2 separate regions of the Zea mays genome follow, and region 1 is linked to region 2. A link is a contact called in public Hi-C data. All regions are on one chromosome and are shown on one strand. The core of a region is the stretch at or near the end of the contact, and the rest is flanking DNA. Distances in the headings are between cores, read along the strand shown.

Region 1 (6,964 bases), core at 114-2,613, 210 kb before region 2:
ACAAGACCGTGATCCTATTGAAAGATTCACCTGTGGCCCGGCGTGAGGTAGGTGTGCGCATTTAATGCGGTTGTCTCCCAACGGCCCTCGGGCATGCTTTGTCTTTATCGCCTGAGGCGGGCTCGGACGAGGCGGACATGGCTGCCCTAGGGTGAGGGAGCCTCTGCCGGGACAGAGATTCTCCCGAGCTTACTTCCTGTCCGAGATAGGGCTTGGGCGAGGCGGAGTTTTGGGAAGACCCTTGAGGGGGATCTCGGGCGAGGCGGAGTTTTGGTTCATTGTTCTCGGAGGACGTACCTTGACGGAGTCCTTAGGATTTTAAGCGCGTTTTAGTGGCGTAATCTGGGTACCCCTAATTATCGTACCCGACAGGTAGTTCATCTTCTCTATCGAGCTCTCTTCTTACCTTTATAGTGACAATGAGACTAAGTTTGGTCCAGATTTCAACATTCTTAGTTGGTTGTAGCGACATAATCAGACTTACCCAATTCTTTCTATACTTGCTAGAGATATTATGACTGTCCCTGTGTCTACTATATCTTCATAATCCACTTTCAGTCTACCTAGCAGGGTGCTCGAGGAGCGGCGACGACGGCTGACAATGGATATGGTGGAGGTGTTCTCATGCATAAAAGACTAGGAATAGGCTGACCAACACAAGCAACATACTGTGGAGAAGGAAACCAAGGAGCTTGAATCAGCTTTTGAAGTTATGTACCTAGAGCAACAAGTATCACCAGGGAGCAAGGGAATGGAGGGAGGATCTGCAATAAGTAGCATTAAGAAGGACAAGGCACTTGTTCCTGAACAAGTAGGGAGGAGGAAGGAACCATTACCAGAAAGTTGTAGAGCCAGACAAGCTTGAAATGCTTCTGGTTTTATATCTATTTATGTTGTTTTGTAATACCTATGGACATGGACTGTGAACTGGACTATGAACTTTATAAGGAGCTGGCTATACTCTTTTCCTTTCTTGGGTTTTCTCACGAGGTATGAGTTTTTACCTAAGAAGGTTTTTAATGAGGCAGCATTGCACTAAGGCTCGAAATTAATTATCTAATTGGCTAATTGTCTTGTTCTGTGATGGTTACTTGGCTTTTAAATGTTGAGATGACTGTCTTATGTAGTTATGTGTACAATGTAATTATGTGATTTATGTGTAAATGCCTTATGTGTACAATGAAATTCTGAGATGTCTTATGTGTATAATTATATGATTTTCCATGTCTTAAGTGTAATTCCGTGATTTATGTAATTCTGTGCATTTGGCTCTCTTTTGATGGCCCGGGCCCGGCACAACACTGCCGGGCTAACCGTGCTCCTGGCCCCGGCTCAACCCGCGAGATTGTTGACGTGCCAGGTCTAGGTAGCCAATGTAGCCTGTGCCAGCCCGGCCCAGCACAGTGGCATAGCCGTGCCATGCCTGTACATGGTGTAGTCGGTCCTGGTCGATGCGTATTGCGACTGGTATATGAGTTGCTGCTGTTGTGAGGTGACCATGGACACGACGACAGCTTCGTCCACAAAGTGAGTGGCCTCGATGGTAGTGGCTAAGGCAAAACTTTGGTCCCGAGTTCAATATCCAAAACTTCGGAAATACTATAGTTATGAAGGTATTGTACTATTTAAAACCGTAGTATGCAAAACCCAACCAAACACCCGATGGCTGATAATACCTCGGTTTTTCTCGGATACCACATTATTTTATCAGAACCGCAAAAAATATTTCGGTGTCAAACAGGCCCTAAGAAATGAAAAGAGGCTAAATATCGTTCGTTGACTCAAATAGATCATATCCTTGCTGTTATGGCTGATTGTCATCACCTAGATGGTTCAAAGTTCGTGTGATCATTAAGCGGCGGCTATTGGAGATGGCGTTTGTGCTCGTGCTCGATCTCATGGATGTTTTTGACACAGGGGTATTAGCATGTGTTGTTGCGCAACAGCTGGAGTTGGGTAGCAGGTCGCGCTCTTACCATGCATGAGACTTGTCACTTTTGGTACTAGCTGCCTGTATTTCCATCGTTACTAGCTAGCTTGTGCCTTTTCTGTTTATTGGAGCTAGCCTGCTGGTGGCTTAATTAGACGACAATCAGTATGTAATTAAAGACACTTTTTTAATAAATTGCAACAACGGAGAAAGGGAGTTAATAATGATTGCCCTTTTGGAAACACAGTTGCCACAAAGTTGGATTTGACGTGGTAGGTAGGTACCAACAAGGCTAAAAAATTCGTTACAAGGTTCTTCTCAACCCGTACGCGGCGGATGGTACTGCTACTGCTACCGACCCACTGGACTGGTCTAATTTTGATTGAATACGGTAGACATGCTAGTGCATAGCATGCACGTTTTTCAACATGGTACATGAACTAGGTCATATAGTTGTTAATCTAGATGGTTTGCATATAGACGATATGTATAGTAGATTGGATCTAATTTTGTTTCGTTTATAGTATCATTGAGATAGATGAGGTAGTTATGGATATAGTCGTACAACTTATTTTTCCCTACCGGTTGGAATCACCATCAGGGCATAAGATCAATTCACTTTCCCTCTGACCACCCGCACAATTTGCCAACCAACTAGAGTGTGTGTATCTTTCGGGTCGCGAAAGGGCTTGATTAATTATAAAGTTGCATGCGCGTGCGTTTGGTATAGCCAAGGACAAATAAGTCGCACATTATGTACTAGATTTGGTGTTTGAATAGAATAGTACGTGAGCACCACTTGCATTGTCATCGTGGAGACACCATTCGTCGTCTAGTAGCTAAATCATACTTACATTCTCCACCGTAGAGTCGTGAATACCATATTCAAGAAGTAATCAAGATCCATAAGAACGCTTATAGTCCTTTAGGTAAAAGCCCATTAGTAAGGGTCCATAATAGGCTGACATGCTTAAGAGATCATCGTATAGCTGCTGCCTCTCTTTCTAGGATTACGCGCGCACACCGGTATCACAACATTTCATCCCCCACACATATGGATACCTTGGATACGTTGTTTTGTTGCGGCGTTAATCTACAACGAACTTGAGCATGACAGATGAACACGAGGACGTTCAGCTACTTCCACTACATCGACGTATTCTTCCGCGACACTGCACGCCTAGTAATAACAACCCATAATTGTCTACTCGTATGCTATCTTGGCTCAACGTGGTAGATATGCTAGTATGTAGCATATACGTTTTTCCAATAGTGGTATCGAAGTTAGGTCATGCATAATTGTTTATCTAGATGATTTGTATATAGGTGATATGTATAGTAGATTGGATCTAGTTTTACTTTAGTTATAACATGGATTGAGATAGATGAGGTAGGTATCAGTATAGTCGCATAATTTCTTTGCCCCTACCAGCTAGAATCACCATCGATATATAAGATCAGTTCGTTTTCCCTCTTTACTACTCACACAACTTGCCACTACCGACTAGAATCACCAACTAGGCTAACAGTGTGTATCTTTTAGGTTGGAAAAGACAACAAATTCAAGTTGGACGTACTGTTATCATTCTACCTCATGCGATTGTCAATATGATTGACAAAGAAAATAGAGGCAATTGGAATATCTAAAAATCAACTTGATTTGATCAGTATGATGAGATTTTCATAGCGATTTCTTTGGTTTGACCACTATATGTCATTGTAGGGAAGACGATTGCAAAATATGCAGTGGAAGAATATTTTGTTAAATCGTTTCATGAAAGCTTAAAGTAAATATAGTGCTAAACCTTGCTTTTTATTTTGTTGTAGTGATGACACCTAATTCTCCTACTGGTTTTAATTTCTGACTGATTCTTGACAAAGAAAAACTCACTAGAACAAATTGAAATGATTAGTATTGTAACTTGAGAGTTATTCTCTACAAAAAAATAAGGAGTATGTTCTTAAGACTCTGTATCTTGATGAGCCAATGGAGAATGCAAGTGATGCTGACCGAAGTGGTTATGAGATGCACACGAATAACTCCTTAGATGTTAGTTGCCTCAAGCTGTGATACCCAATTTTCTGAAAAGAAGTTAAATTTCTTTTCCCTCCTCTTTCGTGCTCTGTGCCATTGGGGTTTGGAGTTCTAGGAGGTGCATATCTCAGAGAAACGGTAGATTTTTGGCATTCTTTCGCTGGGGCCGAGAGCTTAGAGGAGAGTTTGGGTTGTGGGCCGTTGATTTCGCATCCTATGGATTGGAGGCCCCCTCTCCTCTCTAACTCTAACCGCCCCTCTCACCCCCACTCCCTTGTAGCCCCCACTCCCTTGCAGCCGACCCCCTATCTCCCATCTTCTCCATCTCTTTGCAGCCGACCATCTCTTCCTCTCCCTCTCCCACTCATTTGCAGCCGCCGCCCCCTCCTCCCCATCAAACCCTAGCCGTCCTCACCATTTCCTCCTCTCCAAGGTGTAGCCACCTCTTCCCCCTTAGATCCGTCTTGAGTTGGTGCAAGTCTCCATTGGAAGTTTTGTGGGAGGAAGAAGAAAGGGGTGAAGGAGGAATTCAAGGTGATCTTGTGTTTTTATTTTGTAATTGTGCTGCAATTTCTTTTAGTTATCCATTCTCCTAGGCGAATTGGTAGTGGTGCTGTCCTGATTTTTGGTGGCGGGCGGACATCAGTAGTGTTGGCAGTTTCTGAGATTTTTGCGGGGACGATTAGCTGTAATCACTATGAAATTCATGTAGAGATTTATCATATCTTTCCATAGATTACTTATGCGTTCAATTCGATGTAATGTTCTAGAAGATATCACATTTTGAACTCAGCTAGGTTGCTGTCCAAAAAACAGAATGCAGGATGTACTTTATCAGCTATTTCGGGCCATCGAGATGTTGGAATTTAATTATCTTTTGAATACAAAACTTGTGTGGGATTTTATGTAGATATTTCTGGAGTTTTTGTTTGATATTATTGCTGTTATAATTTTAAAGTTATGAAATTAACAAGCAGCGCTGCTGCAGTTTGGTGGGTGGCGGGGAGAGGTGTTGTTCGCGATGGGTTGGGATTGTGCGTAGGTACGGTGTTGATTATTAGCGATTGTTATGTGAATGTGTGCACTAAGTTTTATGCCAAATAGTTGGTGGACCTCCGGATCGTACTTAGTACCATTCCAAATTCCCGGTGAAGGCAAGTAAATGCAATGGTGGTTTATACCGTTCGATTGTGTTTGGTGCCCTGCTTTTGAATTTATATAAGTATCGACTGTGTTCGTTATTGAATTCCATTATAAGAATTGTTGTTCGAATTATTCATGCTTTAACGTTTTAAAAATATTGAGGCCATTGATTCGAGATGATTATAGGAGGTTGATTCCTATTTTTTATGAAGTTGAAATATCTATTTAACGCGTGTTAAATGATGTGGAATTATGTTGGCTTGTCATGCATAGTGCATCCATCAGTTTTTTTATTTGTGCATTGAAGTTATGTCGCGATCATATGGTCCGATCGTACCGGTACAATAAGCATAGTACGTTGCCCGAGGAGGGGTACGATGCAACTTCATATCCCTAGAGATATGAAGGCAGAAGTCATTATTGCATTTGTAGTCATATGCACTCATGAGGAATATGTGGAACATGTCATTGATATGTTATTATTGTGAATCTCCTCTTTGTGATTTGGGAACTAGGTGTTTGTACATTGTATTCTTGCTGCACTCTAATATTTAAGAAGTGAGTTGTGAACTCTGTGGTTGGTAAAACACTGTATTTACGTTGTCTAACTGTTGGTTAATCATTTTACTTGTTGAGATGTGTCATCTCACTCTTGCATTGCTTGATGCAGGCACTTGAACCTTGCTTGGGAAAAGGAGGGAAGTAGCAGCACGTTCACCTACACTTCTAAACAACTTTACCACTGGTTAGTAATGTATTTAATCAGGGGCTTCGGGTCAAGGATGTTGGTCACTTTTAAATAGTGTGTGCAAGTGGTTTAACATGTTCTGGTCATTATGGTGGTTGTTCTTTTGGTTAGCTAAATTAATAATGTTCTGAATGTTTACTCTTCTCTTGCGTTATGTTTATACACTGTGGTTTCCTCGTTTATGCAACTTTCAAGGGTGGTGTTGCCGAATTTTTCTTTCTTTCTTTATCTTTTTATACACAACAGTTTGTGGGAAGGGTTATTTTGGTGACACCCGAGGTGTTTGGGTTCTTTGGGTGTTACAGTTGGTATCAAAGGGATAGGTTGTAGGTCCTAGCATGAAAATGATGATAAATTGACACACTACACATATAGGAGGGGTTGCTTGCTTTACTATTGCTATATTATGAATTGTCAGTGCTCGTTTGTTTTACTTGAAGTTGATGTTGTTCTATTTTTATTTATTTATTTATTTACTCCTGTGGCTGCAGCTATGTCGCCTCGTAGGGCTCATGGTAGCCCGCAAGATCATAGTGGGGATTCTATGAGTTCAGCGACAATGTTAGCCGCGATGCAGGCCATGCCGCAGGAGTTGGCCATTCTGAGGCAAGCCATTCCCGTTGCTCCTGCTGGTGTTGCTCAGGCCACAGGTGCTCAGGATGCCAGTATTGAAGGAGTTCCCGGGGGCGCTGTCCCTGCGGGTGCTGGTCCAGGTGGTGGGGCTGAGGTGCCCCTTCCCGTCAGTGGTCTCTCTCTGATGCAGTGGATGGGCATGAAGTTGGACACTTTTGATGGCAATGGTACTCCGGTTGAGGCGGCAGATTGACTGACTTATGTGGAAGATAAGATGGATGTTTTTGAGATTGTTTTTGGGAATCGTATTCGCTTTGGCACACAAATATTGAAGGGGAGGCTCAAATTTGGTGGAGAGGTGTGCAGGCGGCTCACTCGTCTTCACCGGGAATCCTGACCTGGGATGTTTTTATCAGGCAATTTGAAAGGAGATTTTACCCAGTCACTTTCCTGGAGAAGATGAAGATAGATTTGTAGTCTTACAAGCAGGAGAAGAAGTCAGTTACAGATTATGAAGTGGGATTTAATAAGATGG
Region 2 (7,101 bases), core at 2,077-4,576:
GTGGAAGTGGTAAATGTGCCCAAACATAGTAAGCAGCGTGACCACATGCAAGAAGTTAAAATGTCAAAATTCCAGCTTTGTAATCTACGCACATGTGCCACTTTCATTGAAAATTGTGCTCCTTATAACATATCTATATTTTGCATGAAGTGAAGACTTACACTCTGAGAGTGTTACTGATTATTTTGCTATCCATAATCGTTGTTGTTGGTCTACACCTATTGTGGAAAGGTATATTCTGGCTTTCTGACTAGATGAACAAAATGGAAGAGCAGATGGCGAGACAAAGTCATCGAGGGGTGCAATGTTGCAAAAAGAGATAAAAGAGTTACTTTGAGCCTAATAATCGATATTGACATGTGGATTAATTAATAAACGTTAGGGATTCAGTTCTGTAGGATCATAAACATGTTGTCGTTTTTGTTCTCGCTGTAAATTAGCATTTGAATCGTACTAAATGAAGTTTGTTAATGCATTCGACTAATGGAGGTAGGGCGTCGCGAAGCGCGCCTCCTTTTTCTAGTATAAAAAACCCAAGAGAACTGAGCATGTGTGAGAGATCGGAGGTCAAGAGAACAGAGCGGGCAACACAAAACTCCTAGAGTTACAATCTAATTGTGCCTTGACTCAGTGGCGACGGCGTGTGTAGCAGTGGCACACCTCGACCCTTTTCTCAATCTAACTTTATCTTGTGCTTAGAAGAAGAACTAGGAAAAAATATAGTGATAGTTTTATTTTGGTCGCCATATTTATATGAAAAATTGCATTTTTGAAATTTACAATAATGCTATGAATGAACGACTGAATTGAACCTGTGCATGGTGGATTTACAATCCACTGCTTTGATCCACTTGGCTACATTCGCCCCTTACTCAGCTAAAAGATTTTCTCTTTTTTCATTCATTATTATTCTATTTATTCTGACCTTCGTACCTCGATCGAGATAGAGGATATATGATGCCACTCTTTAAAATGAAAAAAGGAGTAATCAACTGTGACAAGATCCAATCATATAAACTGTGTTACCATCCCATGAACTTTAGATATAATATTAAATTGTAATTATAGCTTATTTAATATGGACTTTTAGAATTATTAAATATTATAACACATAGCTTATAAAAGAATTATATGACGAATCGAAGCTAATCAATAAACAAGAGATAAAACTTAATCACAAATTACACATGAGTAGATAAACTTGTATCATATAACAAGTGTAATTACAACAATAGTTTGGAGTGCAAACCACACAAGGAAAGATATGACATAATATTTATCCCTAGGATTTAGTTGCTTATCGATAATCTATGTCCTTATTATGGGGAGTTTAAACTAGATGATTTATAAGCTAATTGGCCATTGTAAGAATCATTTTAGAGAGGCACTCATGAGCCACTATTCCACTATACTTGCTCTTTGTAAATTTTCTATGGGGAATAAGCACAAAAGCACCTGACAAGAATGATCCGAGCTAGCTACAATATCTATCAACCGCTCAATGCTCCCACAAACTCCAAGTTGTCTAGGTGACAACAATCATCAAGTAATAGGTGTGTAACCAGTCTAAATCACTCAACTAGTGTCACAAGATATAAAAATACCGCCATGAAGATACAATACTGAACCCATTTGCTGCCATGCACTAGTTTTTAGGTTTTTCCATGAGAACTATGGGCCTGCTTGACAGGGCTCCAGCTCCTCTAAAAATGGCTCTGGTTATGGCTCCACTACAGGAGCAAATACTCCACAGGTTCTAGTGTCTTCTTAACAAATCGTTTGGCAAAACGACTCCTCCTGTATTTTTTGTTTGATATATATATGGCAAATGTCCATAGTACCTCTATGTAGCCTTTTGCATGAACACCTCATGCATGTATATACAAATAATGCATAAACAATTTATGGCCATGATAAATTATAAAAATTGATGACCAATAGCCTGGCTGAGGCATGGGGGTGGCGGATGTCGACGCGAGGCCACGACAGGGGCGCTGGGCAGGGAGGCAACGATGGGCGTGCACCAACGATGTCGGGGGCCGGGCGGCTAGCGCTAGGTGGAGAGGCAATGTCACATGCGGGGTGACGAACGCTGGATCGGGCGCGTGAGGGACTGGACTAGGAGCAGGGTGAGGAGCCGTACAGACCCAGTTTTTTTAGCTCCGACTTCTCCCCCAATGTGGCTCCAATTTCTGAATGCTCTTTGTTAGGAGCTGTTTTTGGCACCGTTTGGGAGGACGTCTGCCGAAATCGGAGACAGTTTGAGAGCCCTCCTAAACAGGTTCTATATTGCTATTACTGAGCTTTCTGTTGTGAAGCAATTATATATCACCATTCTTATAAATATGGTATTTGATTCAATTTGAGAAATATCTTAGTCCATTATATTCACTTTTTAGCTTTTTGTTTGGTTTGTGAAATGGAATGACTTCATCCATCGTTATCTCATTCCTTAATAGTTAATATACTCGTAAACGAAATAAAATCATTTCGTCAAATTTGAGAAGAAGAAAAAATGATCTCGAGATTGACCGCATCTCACGATTCACCGTCTCATTTAGAACGTATGAAGTCATTTCTCAAATCAAATACCGTATAAGTATGTGTACTGCAACAGAATACGAAGTGCTACATTCCTGACTCCACCATCATATTGGGTCGGGCATGCACAGAAGCATGCTCTCCATATTTCTTCATGAATCTTGGACGCGATTGCATGCATCTTCGATCTTCCCCCACATGCACGGCCACACCACACATGTGTGCTACACGTACACCACCACGTAGTGAAACGGATGCTACCCTCATCGAACATTGTGTGTTGCAAAGGTTTCCATCCTTGTCCTGTGGATCTGCCCATGCATGTGGCTGCAATGCACAGCCTTATCTTGCTGAAATCTGCCCATGAGCCAACAAAACACAAGCTGATGGGGTCAGTCAATATAAATTCCCTTCTTTTTTTTGCCGGAAAATCTAAGCTGGAATTTATCTGTATCACGAAAAATCATAGCACATGATTGTATATATAGTATGATAACGCAAGGGTGAGATCATGACATTACTGTGAGTACTACATGGTTTTCATATGTCTCTCATAATTAGTTGAGAAAAACTTCATGCATGGGCACAACTCTTTACAGCATGTCCTCTAAACATTACCGTTTTCAAGATTTTTAAAATGGAAGCACTTCACGCGTGTTTAAAACCCCTACAAAATTGTAAACGATCCAATATGTAAACCCAGTTTGTTTTTCTTTTCATGAGCATGAGTGAATTAGGGCTGAATGGGCCTCTACATTAAGCCACTCTGAACCTCGTCCAAAAACTTCCGTGTTAAAGCCCATGTTTCAGCCCACCATGGGCTCCTCCCGACAGGCCGAAAGTTGTGTAGCAAGTATAAATAATATTTTTCTTTTTATTCCAAAAGCGTGCAAAACTGTGAACAACTGTAGTACATTGAGACAGATAAATCACAATCACATGACAAGGGAACGAAAAAAATGGTCAGGTTTAGGATTAAGGCCATTTTTGTTTACTATCTAGATTATATAATCTAGATTAAATAAATTGAGATGTAAATAAACAACATAAATTATTAGGTGGATTATATAATTTAGATACCTAGATTATTATGATAATCCATAAGCAGGTCTTATATAATACATAAGCTAGATTATATAATCCTGGAAGGAAATAAACAGTCTCTAAGCATGGTAGGTTTATCTGTACGGCTGATTACACAGCATTACAACAATGTTGCACAAAAGGGCAGGGCATGAAAGAAAAAAGAAAAGGTGTTACACAAGCACAACATGTCTTTTCTGCAAGGTATTTGAGTATTACAGCTCTCTTGATGTTATACGGTCATCTCATTGTAGAGACTACTATCGCTGCAAAGGTGTGGCGGAACCGCCCGAATTATTCCAACTTAAGTGCCTAAGTCCCGCCTTAGAGGCTAGACCACACTTAAATAGTAATAAACCGTCAGTCTCTCGGATCTAGTCCGATAAAGCCACTTAACCAGGATCGAATACCACTAGCTCACTCGAAGATGAGGCACAGAGAAATACAATAAAACATAATACCACAAATTTAATAAGTATCATTAGTGATTACATTATCGGAGTTTCAGAAATAATAACCATAAATTTAATGCAGCGGAAATAACTAACGGAGAAAACCGAGTATGGCAAAGCCTGGCCACGCTACTCCTCCTGGTCCTCTCCTGCGGAAGCAATAACCCACTCGACCATCTATCCCGGTGGCAGGGATGAAGGCCAAGTCACACCATCAACCAATCATCCTAAGGAGTACCTGCAAAAATTGTGCCACAAGCAAGGTTGAGTATACTAATACTCAGCTAGACTTACCCGGTGTGAGGAGTCTACTCCTCTACCTCTAAACATGCAGTTGTTTGGCCGAGGGGTTTGGTTTGCCAAAAGCACTAGTTGAGTCTAAAATCAAGTTTTAGCTTTTCAAGTTATAGTATGATCCTCTTTACTAGATGTGCACCTAGCTATTCATACATGGTATCAAACATTTTATCAATCAACATCTTTTGCCAGTAATCTCATTTCCACTTATTACTCAATGCAGTACAATGGATCAAGCAGTCTCATTAGCTGCGAGAAGCAGACGATTCGAATCGAGTTTTTATCCTTGCAAGGTAAACCTAAACACACGACGTGGCGAGGCACTCCGTCCCCACACACATCAACCGTCCCCATCGATTCCCCGTCAGCAGATCAGGGCTCACCGCCTTGGCGTACAATGCCTCACTGACCCCGACTGCCGTCGTGCAGTGACCGCACTTGTACCCATCGTAACCGGAATGGGAGACCACGTCTCAGGTCACGTGAGGGGATATGTCCACTTCCAGGTTCACTCAGGTACTAGGCTTACCAATTTACCATATTTCTCGGCATGTGTTTAGTACGTTCAAACGCTTGACACAGGTATCCGCACGTTAATCCTTATTCCAATTTTCATCTCGTAGACCACGCGTCCCCATGGACCCGTGTCCACAGACCATCACCATTCTGTTATCAAATTGGATACAACCAATTCCTGACCTCGCACGAGTGCTAGAAAAATCACTCGACTTCTACCGAGATCCTTAATTAATAAAGCAGCTACTCGACCTAGCATACTAGTATCCATCACAAAAGGAATCCTGAGTTCATGCAACTAGGGTTTCAGGCAACTCCTATACTTAAGTGCACAGTACAGGCCTACAAACATTAAGTGTAGTAAAATAGCATATATAAACGGTTATGTATAAAACCGGGGCTTGCCTTTAATTTAACACTCAGATAGTGTTTGCTGGGGGAGGTACTCGCTTGGCGAGCATCCACTGGTTATGTCCATCCTTCCTTGGATCGTCCACCGACTGCATCTTGTGGGTGGCACCACATCACTTGCACGATCATCCTCTCTCGGTCCTAAATGAGATGCAAGATGCATATGTATGAATATAATGAAATAGCACAAGATACTTTAAGTACATGTTAGCGAACTAACATTATGTTGCAAGACACTGTAAACGACCAGTTTGTAAAATGATTCCAGGTTTAATCAAATCAAACATTACAGTTTTTGAAATCTGTTCTGACAGAGGACAGAACACAACAACCAGTTTGTAAAATTCATAACTCTTAAACTATCAGTCCGATGGTTATGAAATTTTAACACAAGCAAGATCAGAAAAGCATCTACAACTTTCTTATAACGACCATGAACAGATTGCAACATTAAATTGAGCAAACAATGCAGTTTCGGAAATCTGTACAGAATTTGGACAGATTCAGTTACTGAATTCGTAAAAAGCATAACTCCTAAACGGTCAGACTTATGGCTGTCAAATTTTAACACCAGAAAGATAATAAAATTGTCTACCACTTTACTATAGCACATATCTACAGAAAACACAATTTAGTTTATCAAACATACAGCACAACTAAAATAGTGCGTGCAGTCCAAAACAACAATCAATAAATTTCGGCTCCTATATAATTCAAGAATCGCCGCGTTCGAGAGACTTGAATTATTCTAACGCTTTACTATTTATTCGAGTTAAGACAATCAATTAGAACCAACAAGTTGACTTGCAAATTTTATTCAAGTCATTTAGTGCACTAAAATTACTACAACCAATTAACAACACATTCTCTACGATAATCACCCAACAATTTGCGTTTTAAATTAGACATCACATGAGCACTACTACTCTTTACCCGCGACCAAAACCATACACATTTAGACTACAATAAGCAAATCATCGTGACTACGAGCTTAACCAAGTCATCTAAAATTCGGCTAACTAGCGCAACAACATAGGCCGCTATACATCCTACACGTCGGCTTGCCTCTTATCATCGCAATCCGAGACAACACATATATAACAAACACTTAACAAAATCGACTCCTATTTAACATGAGTTGGCTAATCACAGTAGAAGACCTAGCGAACCATTTTAGATATCGTAACTCAAGAACATGGGTTGGAGCCGATTGATCAGTGTTTCTCAACCATTGCTCAACTTGAATTAGTTAACACACAAGTCACCTAAATAGCATATTTTTGGGGTCTATCGTGGAGGCATTTACACATGGCGTAAAACTCCATAAGACTACATTTGCTACTGACATCAACAATACCTACCGACCTATTATTCACCATACGAACGCAGTTACACGCCGCCTACTAGTTTTTAACATAATCCTCATATAGCTCGGAATTCCAACTACTCACTAACATTAAATCACGCACGACCACTACCACATCGACCGGTTAATTTATTTGGACACCGCCTAGCGTACCACTAGTACCCCGCATTTTGACTCGACATATAAACATAGAGGAAGCGATGACTACTTCGGCATGTCACCACCTCTCTATTTAAGCAAAGACAATTTCCACCTACAACGATTGAACATCCCCATCGAGCACACCTTATTTTACTATGTCTTGCATACAACCATATTGTGGCGTGCCCTCGAGACACTACCGATTAACTTAACGCAATTACCACTACAATGCACTTCGATATACACGTTCGACATCACGGTGCTTCGACAAACCCACACTTCTAATCTACTTAT

Evidence for each region. Hi-C and Micro-C count contacts between places; a contact is called where the count stands out from the background.
Region 1: a Hi-C map of leaf shows a contact between it and region 2, with 5 times the contacts expected there. The contact joins two enhancer-like sites. A contact is called at or near these places in 3 of 25 Hi-C or Micro-C datasets (ear, leaf and tassel).

The regions. Positions count from the first base shown.
Region 1 is chr2:112,821,193-112,828,156 of Zm-B73-REFERENCE-NAM-5.0, forward strand. No RefSeq gene overlaps it. Among protein-coding and RNA genes, the nearest start is that of LOC100281162, 59 kb to the left of the region's middle. Within about 2 kb of position 1,364, at least 14 of the 20 cell types and tissues checked have an H3K27ac peak or open chromatin away from gene starts, as enhancers often do. A contact at or near this core is called in ear, leaf and tassel, where this site is marked.
Region 2 is chr2:113,024,820-113,031,920 of Zm-B73-REFERENCE-NAM-5.0, forward strand. No RefSeq gene overlaps it. Among protein-coding and RNA genes, the nearest start is that of LOC118476345, 58 kb to the right of the region's middle. Within about 2 kb of position 3,327, at least 12 of the 20 cell types and tissues checked have an H3K27ac peak or open chromatin away from gene starts, as enhancers often do. A contact at or near this core is called in ear, leaf and tassel, where this site is marked.